3 separate regions of the Mus musculus genome follow, and regions 1 and 3 are each linked to region 2. Evidence: chromatin contacts called from public Hi-C and promoter capture Hi-C data. All regions are on one chromosome and are shown on one strand. Each heading gives the region's core, a stretch centred on a gene start, on an enhancer-like site or on the middle of the called end of the contact. The rest is flanking DNA. Distances are from core to core; before and after follow the strand shown.

Region 1 (2,700 bases), core at 85-2,584, 1.2 Mb before region 2:
AACTAAGCCACCTGCCAACTAGTCACACTGTAGTCGCTCCTGGATACTCACTTCAGTGACAACGATTAAATTCTCCTTCTTGTTGTTTTGAGACAGGTTTCTCTACCCAGCCCTCACGAGGGTGGCTTCAAATTCAGAGATCTGCCTGCCTCTGCCTTCTGAGAGTTAGGATACAAGGTGTACGCCACCTCCACTCGGGCCTCTCTCTCTCTCTCTCTCTCTCTCTCTCTCTGTCTCACATTTGTTTCTTTTGTTTTCCAAGACAGGGTTTCTCTGTGTAGCCCTGGCTGTCCTGGAACTCACTCTGCAGACTAGGCTGACCTCAAACTCAGAAATCCACCTGCCTCTGCCTCCCGACTACTGAGAGTAAAGGCGAGCGCCACCACGCCCAGCCTGATTTTACCTTTTTTCTTTTTTAAACAGCTCTCACATATGCCAGGCTGACCTATGTAGCCAAGGATACTTTGAACTCCTGATCCTCCTGTCTGTCTTCACCTCCTCAGTGCAGGGATTCCTGGTTAGCCAGCTGGGAATCAAATCTAGGGCTTTGAGATGCAAGCAGTCAAGCTACTGAAACACACAGCCTTCTGTGTGACACGTGAAACGCATTCCGATACCAATTGGATGGGACCCAATGACACCTGAATGAGACACAGAAATCCACCAGAAGTGGACACTGCCAAGGCGCTAAGGTGGGCCATTCCATACATTACTCAGAAAACATCTCTGCTTCCTGCCTGCAAGTGCAGCCCAGAGAAGGCGGGTCTGTGGCATATTTGCGCCATGCACACTGCACACAGAGCCTGGCAGAGTGAGTACTGGCCCTGCTCTTGAGCACCGGAGCTGCTCCAAGTTTAGTCCCCCTGAAATGAGAAGCGTCCCGGGGAACCCGGGGAAGGATGCTCCATCCTGGGCTGGACCACTCAGGATCTCGCGAACCTGCCTTTCCGCAGCTGGCTAGCTCGCTACCCGGATCCTGCATCCTGCGGTCCAGCAAGCGCCCCCCACCCGCACCCGCACCCCGAGCCGCGCGCCCCCACCCCCACCCCCGCGCGCTCCCGCGCACCTGAGGCTGTCGTTGTCTCTCACCAGGCGCGCGCTCTCGGCAGGGGGCAGCAGCCCCCCTTCCAGATAGAGGCCCAGGAGCGCCCCGGAACTGAAGCCGAAGCGCTGGCGGATGAGACTGATGAGATCCGTGACAACTCGACATCTGTTCAGGTCCACCAGAAGCCAGAAGACCGTGCAGTGTGGAGTGGCCGGCGGCGGGTAGTCAAATTGAAGCCGTAGCCTAACCGTCTCGGAGGCTGCCATCTTGCTCATGCTCGACGGAAGCCGAGAGGTTCCAAGGGCTTTCGCAGCGGCGTGGTCCGGCGGCCCGCCCCCAGCAGCAGCTAGCGTGCGCCGCCTGGGGGCGCAAGTAGGTCTGTAAGGCTCCCCTCGCGAGCTCCCCATTCTTTCTCAGGGCTGAACATACATGCAAGTTGACTGTCAGGATAGCTGCTACGATATCGGTTCGTGTAATTAAACAGAAACAAACCAAAAATCTATAAAATTAATAAGCAGCAAGCCTGACTCGAACCCCTGTAATAGGTTTTTACTTTTCTACCAAAAAGGTCAGGAAAGCACCAAATTGTGGTGCGTGTCCAAGCAGAAAATGAGACATTCTCGTGATGCGAGACTTAAAGTTCTCATAAGACTGTTTAAAACTCACACACACACGTCCTTGGGGGCCTCAGGGAGTTCAGTGTGTCCTCTGTCCCTGACCAGATCAAGTGCTTTCCTCATCTTGAGGCAGAACAGTATTCTGAAAGTGTTGACGGTCCAGAGAGTCAGAAAGCTAAATAAATAGGAAGATTTTCTTTAAAAGATTTATTTATTATATATAAGTTACACTGTAGTTGTCTTCAGACACTCCAGGTGGTGCCTAGGTACCCAGAGAAGACACTCAGGAACCACACCATTCACTCCAGAGCCTGCTGTTCCCGACCAGTCCTGCCTGTAGCAGGCCCTATCATCCCAGAGGGAATCATCCCCTACGGACGCCCTGTTCTAGCTTTGTTCCTTTCTCCTCAGGGATGGCTGCTGCTGGCTGCTGGCTGCTGGCCACCTCCAGTCGAGAGGTAGAATACAGTATGACGCGAGAGCAGTATTTGTGCTTTTAGGGTTATTTAATATTTATTTTAAAAGACAGCCAATTTATTTATTTATTTTCAACTAGAGAATGGGTCTCTAGGTCTCTAGGAATTGGCTGTGGGGCCCTCACTGCACATCTTGTTCCTTAGCACTGTTTCCAGAATCCTTCCTCACGTCTGGAAGAGGTGGAGGAAAAGATTAGGGGTGGATCTCCAGGCCTTCAAAGACATCTCCTGTTCTGAAGGCCAGGCCCACTGTGGCTGGGGTCTCTGGCCTTGCTACCTGAAAAGTGAAGCCACATTCCCTCAGAGTTTTCATCTCATCAAGGAGCTGGTTGTCCTTGAACAGCAGCTGCTCCTCAGGAGGCCTCTTCATGATGCCCTCAATGATGCGCTTGAGCTCCCACACCGTGCTTGACTCCTTGGCATCAGTGAAGATGGTGGTCTTCTTGTGTCGGATCACAAGAAACACAAACAACCCTGTGTCTGCTTGTGACTCCATGCACCTCACTGGACCTGAGAAGTGTCAACAACAGACTTTAAGTCTTTTCATTGCTCTGGGGCTGAG
Region 2 (2,700 bases), core at 110-2,609:
GAAATTTCAAGACCTGTAAGTCATATAAAGTACTCAGAAATTGCTGGTTGTTTGTGAGCCTAGAGGCTGCCTGGGGCTGAGAAAAGAGAAAAACAAACCTGGGTATGCCCCATAGTTAAAACATTCCTGGGAACATCTTGACCATAAGATAAAGGGGAATGTGAGGACATAACAGGGCTATCTGAACTGAGTCAACTACTCACAGAACTCTGACACCCTGCACGTACATGTAATCTTTCTGTTAATGTTTGAATAAGCCAATAGTGTGTCGCTATGCTCAATTCCACACCCCTAAGCCCCTTACCCCATAAAACCCCCAAGCTTTCGAGCCTCGTGGCCGGCATCCGTTATCTCCTGTGTGGGATACATGTCGGTCCGGAGCTCCGTAATTAAACGTCCTCATGTAATTACAGCAAGATGGGTCCTCGTGTTTCTTTGGGTGCTCTCACACTCCTGAGACTAGAGCGGGGGTCCCCGAAAGGGGGTCTTACACTACAAAAGTTTACAGCTACTGGGCTGGACACATAGACTAGCTCTCAGAACTGCTGAGACCAGCTAGTCTTATGACCTCAAAAATCTATCCCATATTAACTTTCTGGGTGCAGAAGTAAACAAAGGCGCGTGAAAGGGGCTTACCCATCAAATGAAGAGCTGGTGCAGTCATAAACCATCTCTCTGTTGCCCTTCATTTGTAGGTATGCATCGCAATTGTCACACCCATCATATTCGAACTGGTCTATAGTCTGGAAAGAAAAAAAAAAAGCAAGTATGAGCATGAACAACGCCTTAATATTTCAACAAAGCCAACCTCTTCGTTTTCTATACAACCCAACACCCTCTCCTCTCCAAACTGTTCCTAAACTCCACCCTCATACCTTTTTGCTCGCGTCCCTAATTCAGCTTACATATTTTCTAGCCTCTTTGGGGTCAGGTACCCTCTCCTGCTACTCTCTCGGCTGCTCTGGCTCCTAGTGTCTTTCCAGTCCACCACAGCAAGTTCACCGAACGTCTGTCGGGGAGACAAACTTGTGCTCAGTTATGCCGAGAACTGCAACGCAGCCCCCAGTAGGCACAGCCACCCGGCTCGCGTTCCGTGGACGGAAACAACGGCTCCCTTAGGCTTTCGGGCTTCCCACTCCCCGAATCTCAGAGCCTTCCTTTCCTGTGTCTGGCCCCATTTCACCCTCTTTCTCCCGTTTCGCCTCCCCGATCGCTCCTACAACCAAGGCCCCAACGGACACCTTGACTAACGAGCACAGCAAACAAGCCCGCAGATGCCGCAGGTCCTTTGGTACCGTCTCCAGGGCCATCCTCACCGATACGACAACACAGGTTCCTCCAGCCGCAGGAAGTAAACAGACCATTACCCAGAATGCCAGACGCGTCGGGCACGCAGCTTCCGCTTCCGGTGCCGGCCATCGCAGGCCCCGCCCCTCCCTCCCCGTGGAGAAGATGGTTCCTCCCGCGGGAGCGCTGGGCGGGGCCGCCCGGTCACCTGGGCCGCGCGCGCGCCCGTCACCTGGTTCGCGAGAGCGAGCGGAAGACGGCGCGCGCGCTGGGAGCTGATGCGCCCGTAGGGGCGGGGCAGCTGGGGGAGGTTGGAGCATGCGCAGGAAGCGTGGAGCGGGGCGACTGGCGGGACTGCGCCTCGCGACGCGGGCCTTTTGATGGAGCCCAAAATGCTCTGGCCTGAGTGCTCTTCAGACTCCCGAGGAAAACCTAGATTGTTTTGTCTGCTTGTTTTATTTTGTTTGCTCATTTATTGAGACAATGCTAATTCCTAAGTTGGCCTCTGAGTACGGGACGGTGATCTTGAACTCCTGATCTTCCTGCCTTCACTTTCGGAGTTCTGGGATTATGGGCGCGCACCACCACGCCCGGGTATTTGACTTTTTGACACAAGCCCCTCGTCTCAGTGTCCGGAATGCTCAGAATACAAGCCCGCCGCTTCGCGCTAGGTTGTTTTAAGGCTCGAGGCAATGAGTCTTGCCTTTCTGGACGCCTGCAGAGACAAAAACCCGACGAGGCCCCACCCCTTCTTGTAACTGGGAGAGCGTGATAGGGTTTCGTTTGCGGTCCCCAGGAATGCTAGCTTGAGCCGTGCCGACGGGGAAAGGGGAGGCGTGTTGGATAGAGGGAAACGCGTATTTAATTCCTCCTAAAAGCCTCTCGATTGCGCGCCTGGCTCATAATTTACGCTTTGTAAAACTCTCGGCACATTTAGACATAATTCCATGGGAACATCTGTGGATTAGGTATCTCACTTCTCATACTCTAACCCCACCCCAGCTGCCAATGTGCTTACTGTGTAGGACACAAAATTCCTCCTTGTCTCCTTAAATGGCACCGAGATAATATCCTGAGCAAACCATACAGAAATACGAGGTCTGGTGCGGTGTGAACAGAGCAAAGGCTCTTGGAATGTAGGCAAAAGCCTGGTCATTTGTGTTTATCTGAATTGGAGCGCTGGGATATAAATAGTTGCAATCCCGCTGTTCTGTCCTTCCAGCCCTTCTCATTGAAACTGAGGGACAGCAAGACTGATTCTAGGCTTTATCCCAAACTGCATCCACATGGGGTTCAGTGACTGGGTTTTAGATACTTTCTAGCACCGGGAAATCTCTTTTCAGTTTGGAATACATTTTCACTGTGCTATCTCATGTAAGCCTTCTATCATCTCTGAAGGAGGATCATTTTATT
Region 3 (2,700 bases), core at 22-2,521, 1.2 Mb before region 2:
CAGTCCATGTTTTCTTCAAATTCCTCTCCACAAGCCCTTGATACCTTCTTTTAAATAACTGCTTTGAAGATAGTATATCACACACAGTGATGTTGACCATGCTATCAAGAGAGAAAAAGTCCACTTTTTTTTTGCTGTGTTTAAAATACATAACCAAAAGTTATAGGATCTATATAGTAATTTTTTATGAATTACTAGTATATTAATGACACATGTGATTTGATAATAATATTTTCGATTCACTTTATCTATGTGAGCGTTTTGCCTGCAGGCTTATATATGCATCATATGTATGCTTGAGGAAGTGCCAGATCCCCTGGATCATGAGATGTGGAGTTCTGAATCTGTACGCCACCATGTGGGTCTTGGGAACCAAACTTGGGTCCTTTGGAAGAGCAACAATGCCCTTAACCCCTGAGCCACCACTTCAAAGTAATGGGTTTCTGAAAATAGAATCTAGACTCTTTCTTTCTCTCTTCTTTTCTTTCTTTCTTTCTTTCTTTCTTTCTCTCTCTCTCTCTCTCTCTCTCTCTCTCTCTCTCTCTTTTTCTTTCTTTCTTTCTGTTTTTTTTTTTTTTTTTTTTTTTTTTTTTTTTTGAGACAGGGTTTCTCTGTGTAGCCCTGGCTGTCCTTGAACTCACTCTGTAAACCAGGCTGGCTTGGAACTCAGAAATCCACCTGACTTTGCCTCCCAAGAGCTGAAATTAAAGGTGTGCGCCACCACTGCCCAGCTCTAGTCTTAAAAGACCTGCTGGTTCGTGCTTTAATCTGACTTCATCTTTTCAGATGCAATTTTTTAAAATTCTAGGCCTGAGACTATGGAGATGGCTCAGTAATTTAAGAGCACTTGTTGGTTTTCCAGAGGACTCAAATTCAGTTCCCAGCATCTGCACCGGCCACTCAAAAAGCCCTGTAACCCTAGCTCCAGAGAAACCCACTCCTTCTGCATAAACCCACACATGTGGCATATACATTCATACACACATATGCACATAAAATAATAAAAACAAGTCTTAAAAGATAAAACATAAGCCTTTTGTCGGAGAAGACAAACACGGGCCGGGCTGAGGGGATGGTGGTTATCCAGTTGTAGTTTTCTCAATTCTTCCCTACTTAGTAACCAAGGTCAGATGACATATTAACTGCCTCCTTTGTAGCACCTCCCTCGAGAGCCCTTTGTAGGAGGTCCTGGGTGGGTCCGACCGGCAGAGGGAGCGCGGAATCCTTAGGAGTGTCAGGGCCCACTTAGGCTCCGCCCCTGACTCCGCCCAGTCCCCGCGCAAGCCGTCACGCGATGGCCTTTGGCTCCTGCCTGTTGCTGATGTTGCGGCGGGGTTTTCATCATGGAGCTCTCGCGGCGGATCTGTCTCGTGCGACTGTGGCTGCTGCTCCTATCGTTCTTACTGGGCTTCAGCGCGGGTAGGTTCGTGAGAAAGACGCACCAACGGTGGGTGCCTCCTTCTCGAATTTGTTGATGCGTTCGCGTTTTTCTTTTTCTTTTTTTTAAAACACATTTCTTTCTCCCGCTTCTTCCCTTGAGAAATTTATATTGTTTCTGAACCTCTTAATTTTTATTTGTGTCTTAATTCAAAGTGCCTTTTCCTGCCCCTTCCTGATGCAGGGTGATTCCTGGAGATGGAAGTGTTTGTACAGAAACGTATGGTTTCAGGAAATTGCTGATGAGTGAGACTTCACGGTCTAAAGGCCACCTCCCCTTTCTCCTGTGGTTAGCTGCCTAGTGACGTTTTAGGGTCATTTGATTGAGCTGAGATTGGAGGCCAAAGAGACCTCTACAAATCCTTGCTTTGAAACAAAGCCTGCCACCTCTGCTGGTTTAGAAGAGACAAAATATCAGCTGACTGCTCTGGCCTATTTTTGGGCAAAAAAGAATTTTGTTTTGTGGAATGACTTGCAAATTGGCACATTTTCTTTCTTTCTTTTCTTCTCGTTTTTTTCCTTTTTTTCTTTTTGTTTGTTTTTCCAGACAGGTTTTTTTCTGTGTAGCCTTGGCTGTCCTGGAACTCTCTCCATAGACTAGGCTGGCCTCGGACTCTTACCTACCAAGTGTCTGGATTAACTCTCACTTTATTAAAGGAAAAAAATATATTTTGTCTTGCCTCCATGTCTGTCTGTGTACTACTTGTATGCCTGGTGCTCTGAGAAGTCAGAAGAGGGCTTTGGATCTCAGGAAAGCGAAGGTACAGAAGTTGTGAGCTGCCATGTGAATTCTGGGAATTAAACCCAGGTCCTCTGGAAGAGCAAGACAGTGAGAAAGTGATCTTACCAGCTGAGCCATCTTTCCAGCCTTTTAATTTAATTTCTTTCTTTCTTTCTTTCTTTTTTAATTTGTTTTGTGAGTGTCAAAGGGTGTGTGTGTGTGTGTGTAGTCAGAGGACAACACGGAGAAGTCAGTTTTTCTATGATGTAGCTCCCTGTGACTGAACTAAGGGTGCCAGGCTTGGTGGCCACTGTCTTTTATCTCCTGAGTCATCTCACCACCCCTGATTTTCAGTCTTTTTTTTTTTTTCAAAGATTTATTTATTTTATGTATATGAGTACACTGTAGCTGTGCAGATAGTTGTGAGCCATCGTGTGGTTGTTGGGAATTGAACTCAGGACCTCTGCTCGCTCCATCCAGCCCTGTTCACCCCATCCCAAAGATTTATTTATTATTATATGTAAGTACACTGTAGCTGTCTT

The links. Promoter capture Hi-C pulls out the DNA fragments that hold promoters and counts their contacts. Hi-C and Micro-C count contacts between places; a contact is called where the count stands out from the background.
Region 1: a promoter capture Hi-C map of liver shows a contact between it and region 2, with 2.6 times the contacts expected there. The contact joins the promoter of Coil here to the promoter of Supt4a in region 2. A contact is called at or near these places in 3 of 39 promoter capture datasets (hippocampal neurons and liver) and 1 of 115 datasets of contacts at active chromatin or transcription factors (T-cell acute lymphoblastic leukemia).
Region 3: a contact with region 2 is called in a Hi-C map of muscle stem cells, with 4 times the contacts expected there. The contact joins the promoter of Scpep1 here to the promoter of Supt4a in region 2. A contact is called at or near these places in 1 of 484 Hi-C or Micro-C datasets (muscle stem cells) and 1 of 115 datasets of contacts at active chromatin or transcription factors (T-cell acute lymphoblastic leukemia).

The regions. Positions count from the first base shown.
Region 1 is chr11:88,972,569-88,975,268 of GRCm38.p6, reverse strand. Coil (coilin) reads right to left here and starts at 1,334. Exons shown (of 7, transcript NM_016706.2): 1 at 1,067-1,334. The coding sequence starts at 1,320. It also overlaps the pseudogene 2210409E12Rik.
Region 2 is chr11:87,736,210-87,738,909 of GRCm38.p6, reverse strand. Supt4a (SPT4A, DSIF elongation factor subunit) reads right to left here and starts at 1,359. Exons shown (of 5, transcript NM_009296.2): 1 at 1,242-1,359; 2 at 637-743. The coding sequence starts at 1,310.
Region 3 is chr11:88,954,013-88,956,712 of GRCm38.p6, reverse strand. It overlaps Scpep1 (serine carboxypeptidase 1), which reads left to right and starts at 1,271. Exons shown (of 13, transcript NM_029023.3): 1 at 1,271-1,419. The coding sequence starts at 1,344.